2 separate regions of the Mus musculus genome follow, and region 2 is linked to region 1. Evidence: chromatin contacts called from public Hi-C data. All regions are on one chromosome and are shown on one strand. Each heading gives the region's core, a stretch centred on a gene start, on an enhancer-like site or on the middle of the called end of the contact. The rest is flanking DNA. Distances are from core to core; before and after follow the strand shown. Region 1 has its middle 34 kb from the start of Gm52234. Region 2 has its middle 320 kb from the start of Gm36824.

Region 1 (3,792 bases), core at 391-2,890:
GAGTCTCACCAAGTTGTGAAGGCTGGCTTTGAACTTGCTATCCTCATGGCTTAGCCTCAGTTTGCAAGGCAAGGGAGCACAGAGAATGCTGGAAAGAGAGGACTTTCCTACCTTCAGAACGTTAAAGGAAGACTGGCCCAAGGTTAGGAAGGCTCTCTTTGTTCCCCATCCTCTAGCCCTTTCCTGGCCTGGGTCCCCAAATCTTAGACTCAAAGTAACCTCTGCAGCAATTTCAGCATTAAAACAAATGCAAACTTTAGCAAATATTATTCGCAGACATAGGACATCTGGCCAGAGTCAGTGTGATTTGAAATGATGTCAGCTTTATCTCAGTGTCTCTCTTAGACGGACAAATTGTGAGGAAACAGATATTCTGCCAGTTGATGATGGAGGGTGGGGGATGAGCGTGCTGCCTCATTGGCCAGATGTCTAAGTATATGGTGAGTAGTGTTAATGGATGTGGGGAAGGGAGACATGTGTGGGCTGGCACTCTCCTCGATGCTGGGCAAGGTTGCCAACGAAGGATGCCTGCTGTTGGAATTAGAGAAGAATCCAATGAGAAAATTCAGTAGATGCTAATGTACCTTGAGAGACAAAGGAAGGCTAAGTTTGTGTGTATGTGTGTGTGTGTCTGCAGAAACATTTTGTGCATGCAGGTGCATATGACCATGTGTGCACTCATGTGAAGGTGTAATTCATTAGGAGCCGTGCATGTTGGTTGGGACCAGTGTTTACCAATAGGTGAGGCTATCTAGCCAAGGTCCACCTACCTCCTCCCACCCCCAGTGCTGGGATTGCAAATGTACAGCACTACACCCAGCTTTTTATCTAGGTCCTAGAAGTCAAACTCAGGTCCTAACCTTGAGTCATCTTCCCAGCTCTTCAATTGTTCTTTTATAACACACACACACACACACACACACACACACACACACACACACACACACACACAAGTATTTCTCAGCTTCTATGTCATCATGTAGGCACCACTAGAGTGCCTTGTGCTCACTTATACCAAAAGAGGGTATCCTGGAATTGGAATTAAAGATTGTTGTGAACCACTGTGGGGGTGCTGAGAATTGAACCCTTGTTCTCTGGAAGAATAGCAATAACCCAGCCCCTCAATAGTGTTATTTATAATTAACTGAGCACGTGTTTGAGTGTGTGTGTGTGTGTGTGTGTGTCTGTGTGTCTGTGTGTCTCTGTGTGTGTCTGTGTCTGTGTGTCTGTGTGTCTCTGTGTGTGTCTGTGTCTGTGTGTCTGTGTGTCTCTGTGTGTGTCTGTGTCTGTGTGTCTGTGTGTCTCTGTGTGTGTCTGTGTCTGTGTGTCTGTGTGTCTGTGTTCCTCAGGACAGCCTTCTTATTCTAACCCCACACAATCTAACCCTACACAAGCACTCAACATGGCCATCTCTCCTGCCCCATGTCTGTCTCAAAGGCAGGCTCCCTTGCCTGGGTGGCAGCGGAGGGAGAGTGCAGCTTTTAGATTCTCTCCCTGTGGTTGTTCCTGGCAGCTGATGAGAGATGAGATTTCTCTGAAAGGCTTACCCCTTTGAATTGTGTTCCTGAGGAAAGAGGCCAGATGCCACATGACCAGAGCTTTAGAAAACTCCAGGCTTTGGGGGATGAGCATGCAGAGCCTGGCTGCCTTCCATCTGCAACAAGGGCAGGGCCAGCGGGGAGCAGAGACAGCAAAGGAAGTGAGGGCTACAGGCTGCTTCCTCACAGATGGGAGTGTTAAATTCCAAATGGAATGGGTTGGAGTGAGGGAAGTCACCTTCCTCAGTCTCTAGGGAGGAGGGGACTGGGCTGACTGAGAAGCCATCATGGGCACTGTGGTCTTTGCTGTGTGGACTATTCACTGCATTCTGTATTGTTTTAAAGGGTTTGCTTTTTATGTGCACAGAGTCACTTAACCCTACCAGAGTGCAGAACAGGGAGGTGAGGTGGGTTTCTTGCTATGCCCACTTGATTCATGAAAAAAAGAAATATCTGGGGAGATGAAACAATTTCCCTGGGGTTCCACAGCCAGAAAAAGATTGGAATCTGGAATTGGAACTCAGACAGCTACACCGAGAACCCATTTTGTTACATGATAGAGGAAATGCTCAAATGCTCACTTATAATAGAGAGCTAAGGAAAAAGAATGGATACCCGGAGAAAGGAGGAAGGATTGGCACGCAAGACCAGTAGAAAGGCAGGAGGGATGGTTTAGAGGGAGAGGTGCTTGCAGCACAAAGGGAAAGCCAGAGTTCAATTCCACAGAACCCATGATGGAAGACGAGCATCTATCCCTGGGAAGCAGGGAGGAAGAGACAGACAGATTGACACACAGACAAACACAGACAGGGTGATGGAGGCTAGCCCCTCACCATTTAGCAGTGCTGGGTGTACACCAGGTGAGCTGTTCCCCCACAGAGCAGCTCTCTTACTTTCTATTTTAAGCTCACTACGTTGCTTAGGCTGGACTTGAACTCATCTCTATGGCCCAGGTCTTATACTTGCCATCCTCCTGCCTCAGCCCCCTTAGAAGCTATGATGTCAGGCTTTGTGACTTTCAGAAAATTTCAGAAAAAGACTTTCAGAAAATTTCTTTGCAGAATTTTTAGTTTTAACTTAATATAAATACAGCTTTGTTAATGTATGCTCCCATTTTATGGTGACATTGCTGTACCTGACTTGATTGAATCTCTTTTTACGGCTCCAGGGAGGAGCCATTATCTGTCACATCTGAGGAAGCTGGCTGAAGAGCTCACAGGCTGAAGCCAGGCGGCTCTGAGCAGCTGAGCTTAGATGCCGCTCTTTTCGTCTCTGACTTACACCTTTAAACCACTGCTCAATGCTTATGAATGTTAAATGATCAGGTCTTTATTTTCCCTCCCAAACCCAGAGAGCATGGGGCCTTTGTGCATTTGGAGGGTCCTTGCACTTTTGGAAACAGAAATATATGTACGTCAAGTCAAAGTGATAGTGTGACGGCTGGAATGATAAATGTCCCCCATGGGCTCAGCTGTGAACACTCAGTCCCCAGTTAGCACAGCTGTTTGGTTTAGGGAGGCTGTAGACACTGTGCGTTAGAGCCTCACTGTGTAGGGGCTTGGCGATTCATAACCCTGCCCCACTTCCTGCGTGCCCTCTCTGCATCCTGTATGTGCATACAATGCAATCAGCCGGCTTCCTACTTGGGCCGAGTGCTGCCATGCCTCCCAAACATGATGGGCTTCCTCTTTAGAACCTGAAACCAAAGCATATTCTTTCTCCTTGAAGTTGCTTCTGGTCATAGTACTTTATCACAGCCACAGCGCAGTTACTGATACAGGTAGCAATAGTTTCTTCTAGATAGTGCAAATTTCTCTCCAAGAATCAATGCCTTGCTTCCCCAGATTTCTGCAGTCTTTCCCCATTGCCTGTGTACTGCTAGCCTAACTGACATTCCCTTCCCTAGATGGTGTCATATCCTCTGGAGCTAGATTTAAAGGTAGGTGGGAGCTGTTCCCCATGATCGGGATTCTGCAAGAGCCACATGTGCTCTTAACCCCTGAGCCATTCCTCCAGTCTCTTCACCTTATTTTTTGAGACAGGATCTGTAACTGAACCTGAAACTTAGTATTATAGCCTAAACCGGATGGCCAACAAGCCCCCAGATGTGCCTGTCTCTGCCCTAACCCTTGAGGGTACAACTCACACTGCTATTACTGGCCTTTATGTAGGCACTAGAGATCCAAACTCAGACCCTCTTGCTTGTGCAGAAAGCACTTTTCCTGCTCAGCCATATCTCCCCTGTCACAGATTA
Region 2 (3,792 bases), core at 829-3,328, 520 kb after region 1:
TAATATTTTAGAATAGATGTTCTTGGATCTATCTAGCCCAGGTGTACATGTGATCTCATACACATGTGGGTAGAGACTACCAGAAGATGACCTCATTATTCATTAGTCACTAGCCATCTTGATGTTTGATGTATAGTAGCTCATGAGCCTTAATCTGTCCAAATAGGTGAGGCTGGGTGGCCAGCAAGCCCCAGTGACCCACCTGTCCCTACCTCCCCACAGTGTATATTACAAATATATACAGTGCCACATTTAGCTTTTCTTACATGGGCTCTGGGGATTGAACTCTTACTCAGTTGCTGGTAAAACAAGCATTTTGCAAATGAGCTCTTGCCTCAACTGGGCAGCTTGAGATTTGAATTCTATGTCTCTTGATGTCCTTGTGTGCTGGAGACAAGGGAACTTTTGTGTTACTGGTAGTGCATGGCACATTGGGTTGCTGCTAGGGTCTAGTACCTGTGCTTATGGCAAGCTAATAGAAGAATGTTAAACACAGGGTACAAAGGATTGTCAATCATTGTATGATGATCACCCCATAGTCAATCCACATTGAAGAAATGTGAAATTCCTGCAGATAATCAGAAAAAGGCAGAAAACCCCTGAATATACATTCTATTTACCATTACTTGAAACTTCTTTTGAAGTCACATCAAGTGGTTGATACACAGAAAGATGGAAAATTGGCCATTGTGGTTCCATGGCTTGTTTGTGTGAGCTTGTACATTCCATCTCGCATCCACAATCCATCCTCACAGTACTACTACCATGATGTAGTCTTTCTACATTAGTGTGTACCCCTGTGAGCACTTATCTTGCATCCATAGTGTATTATCACATAGTGCCACCACCCTGCAGCCTTTCCATTACGCTCTCTATAGACAACCAGGAAGCGACTTCCAGAGGCAAATGGCTGATGCCTGAATTCCACTGCTGTTTTGATAAGTTCACTTTGAGCAGATTTTTCATGTCTTCCCTATTTATATCTTTTCAAATCCAATCTCCTTCAATCAATTTTAATCCTCTAATGTGTTTGCTATAAGTACTGTACAATTCACTTGTCCTCAATAATAAAATTCATTTTGGTGCGGCCAGACTGTAATTTGTTTGAGAAGGAGTCCTTAGGAAGCCCTTACGTTCTCTTCTGATTTAGAGGGCAACCTTCAGTGTGGGAAGAATTGTGTTGTCATGTGCTTGAAGTATTCTTTCATGACTGACAGTGCTGTTTAAATAATGGACGGCCAAGCCTTGTGCTTAAATGAAATCTGACTACACTAATTCTGTTCTATATTAGGGAACTTCAAGAGTTCTGCAAGGACACGATTTCATTGACAGTGGATTTATTTTTTTCAGTTTGTGCAAATTATCCCCATGGTGCCTCATACCTCCTCCACCGAAACATACATTTATTCCCTAATATTGAATATTTTTATTGCTTTAATTCTCATGGTACTGTGAGCCAACAAGAATTGAACAGAAAGCCTTTCTGCGTACAGGTTAAAATATAAATTCAGTGGAGCAGAGGTAAGAAGGTTCAGTAAATAATGGTCCTTGCCACTAGTGTTGATGACCTGAGCAGAATTGACCCTCACAAGTGTTCTCTGACCTCTACATACATGCTGGAACATGTCCTCCCCAACCACAAGTAAACAAATAAATGTAAGCAAAAAGTACATTAAATAGGGTGTTATTATACAGAGTCCAGATATTTATAACTAGTGTGGGTGGGTAGATATGTAATCTTTGCATACATGAGGGGCAACCAGGGGATCAAGGGCAGCTTTCTCTACCTAGTATGATCCTCTTTCCGACATGCAGACAAATGAATGGATTCATTGAATTGAGTTTTCAAAAAAAAAAAAAAAAGAGAGAGAAGAAAATGGAGGAAGAAACTAAAGCATGATAGACTAAGCTTGTGCTCATATGTGCTTCCTAAGCATAAATTTAGTATGCTGTGTCTGGAGCTGGAGAGACGGCTTATCGGTTCAGAGTGCTTTCTTCTCTTCTGGAGTTCCCAAGTTGCTTCCCAGCATCTTCATTGGTCAGCTCACAACTACTTGCAACTCTAGCTCCAGAGGACCTGACATCCTCTTCTGGTTGGCAAGGGCACCTGCAAGCATATCCATTTGCAAGTATGTGCCCACACACACATAAAGAAAAAATTTTTAAAATATCATCAAGTCTTTATCTATGTATAGTAATATATACATGTCCATAAACCAGTTTTGTGTGTGTTTGATGGGGAAAGTAAACAGTGAGATAACATTTGATTGTTTACCTTATGTCTCTGGCTTTTTAAAATGATGCCTGAAGACAAAGCACTTTTTTATTTAGACTTGGCTGGAAATTATCTGTCATATGTAGATGATTATACAATATTTGCCAGCTTCCTACTCGGGGAAAGTCATAGCAGATGGTGCAATTTATGTGCCATGTGCCATTTGTTTAAGCATGGAAATCACTAATATTTTTCCTCAATTATTATAACTATTTTACTTCTATAGACTGAACTGACTTTGAAATACCATCTTTTGCGGCTAGGTCCGGGAGGGGTCGGGTGGGGAGAAGGAAGTATTGTGCATGGCTTTGACTCCAAGCTGCAGGGCCCTGGATTGTAGAGATGCGCTTCAGTTCATTAATCAGGGACCCAGAGCGCCCTGCTTTCTAAATGGTGTTATTGTGTTCCAAATATAGAGTCCTCCCTGATCACTAAGGAGCAAGCCCTATTCAGATCAGCGCACATTTCAGATTGGCCTTTATAAGACAAAGGTTTAGAATTCACATTTGCGACTTTGAGGGTCCCCAGGGAAGACATCTTGAAGTCAACATCCTTTCAGGCATGTAGCGCGTAATTTGTTTTGATAACTACAAACAAAAGGGGTCTATTCCCCAAAGGCTTCTTTGGAAATTGTCAGAGCCTCTTCCTCTTAATGATATGAGCTGTTCTTCCAAGGGGAACCAAAAACTGGAGAGGAAGGTAGATGCGACTACTGCAAACGCCACATTGGAGAGTGGGGACAACTCTGAGAGCCATGGTTTCCAAGAACCTCAATGAGGTGACCTTGATCTAGCAGGATCAGTACTCACATGGGTTTCTATACTGAGCAATGCTGTAAATGTGTTCCTTCCTTTTATTGAGTCTTTCCCTTCAGATTGTAAGAGAAGGAATGAACAAATTGCTGGAGTGGTTTCTGACTAAGTTTTAATTGTCACACCCCAAAGACACCTGAGAAGGGAGTTTCAGTTGAGGGACTGCCCAAATAAGATTGTCCTGTGAGCATGTCCGGAGGTGCTGTCTTGATTATTAATTGATGTTGGTCTGAGTAGCACCATTCATTTTCTGGTAAGGTAGTCCTGGGATGTATAAGGGATTTAGCTAAGAATAGGCCAGGGTATGAGCCCACAGACTGTTCCTCCATGGTCCCTACCTGGACTTCCCCAGTGTACTGCATCCTGGAAGTGTGAGGCAAGTAGGCCCTTCCATCCCCTACTTGCTTTTGATTGGAGATTGTGTTTCTAGCAATAGAAATCTTACTAGAACACAGGGATTTGGAAAGGGGATATGACAAAGCTTGGGTAGTTATTCTTCTCTGGGAACCCTCATCCTTAACCTACTCAATATGGAGAGTTCCCCTGAGTCTCTTACTGGTAAACTTCCTTATATCAACTGAATAGGGAAAAGTGAATGGTCAGAAAATAGTTGTTACACAAAAAGAAGAGGGCCAGATGGATTGCCAGAGCACTAGAACCACTGAGGGCATACAATTATTCTTCCTGTAATGACTTTATGACAAA

Evidence for each region. Hi-C and Micro-C count contacts between places; a contact is called where the count stands out from the background.
Region 2: a contact with region 1 is called in a Hi-C map of cerebellar granule neurons, with 2.4 times the contacts expected there. The contact joins two enhancer-like sites. A contact is called at or near these places in 5 of 484 Hi-C or Micro-C datasets (the N1E-115 cell line, cerebellar granule neurons, cerebellum and 2 more) and 1 of 115 datasets of contacts at active chromatin or transcription factors (embryonic stem cells).

Annotation. Positions count from the first base shown.
Region 1 is chr16:5,910,506-5,914,297 of GRCm38.p6, forward strand. It overlaps a transcript of Rbfox1 not described here. Among named protein-coding and RNA genes, the nearest start is that of Gm52234, 34 kb to the right of the region's middle. Within about 2 kb of position 1,641, at least 46 of the 459 cell types and tissues checked have an H3K27ac peak or open chromatin away from gene starts, as enhancers often do. A contact at or near this core is called in cerebellar granule neurons and cerebellum, where this site is marked.
Region 2 is chr16:6,425,428-6,429,219 of GRCm38.p6, forward strand. It overlaps a transcript of Rbfox1 not described here. Among named protein-coding and RNA genes, the nearest start is that of Gm36824, 320 kb to the left of the region's middle. Within about 2 kb of position 2,079, at least 4 of the 459 cell types and tissues checked have an H3K27ac peak or open chromatin away from gene starts, as enhancers often do. A contact at or near this core is called in cerebellar granule neurons and cerebellum, where this site is marked.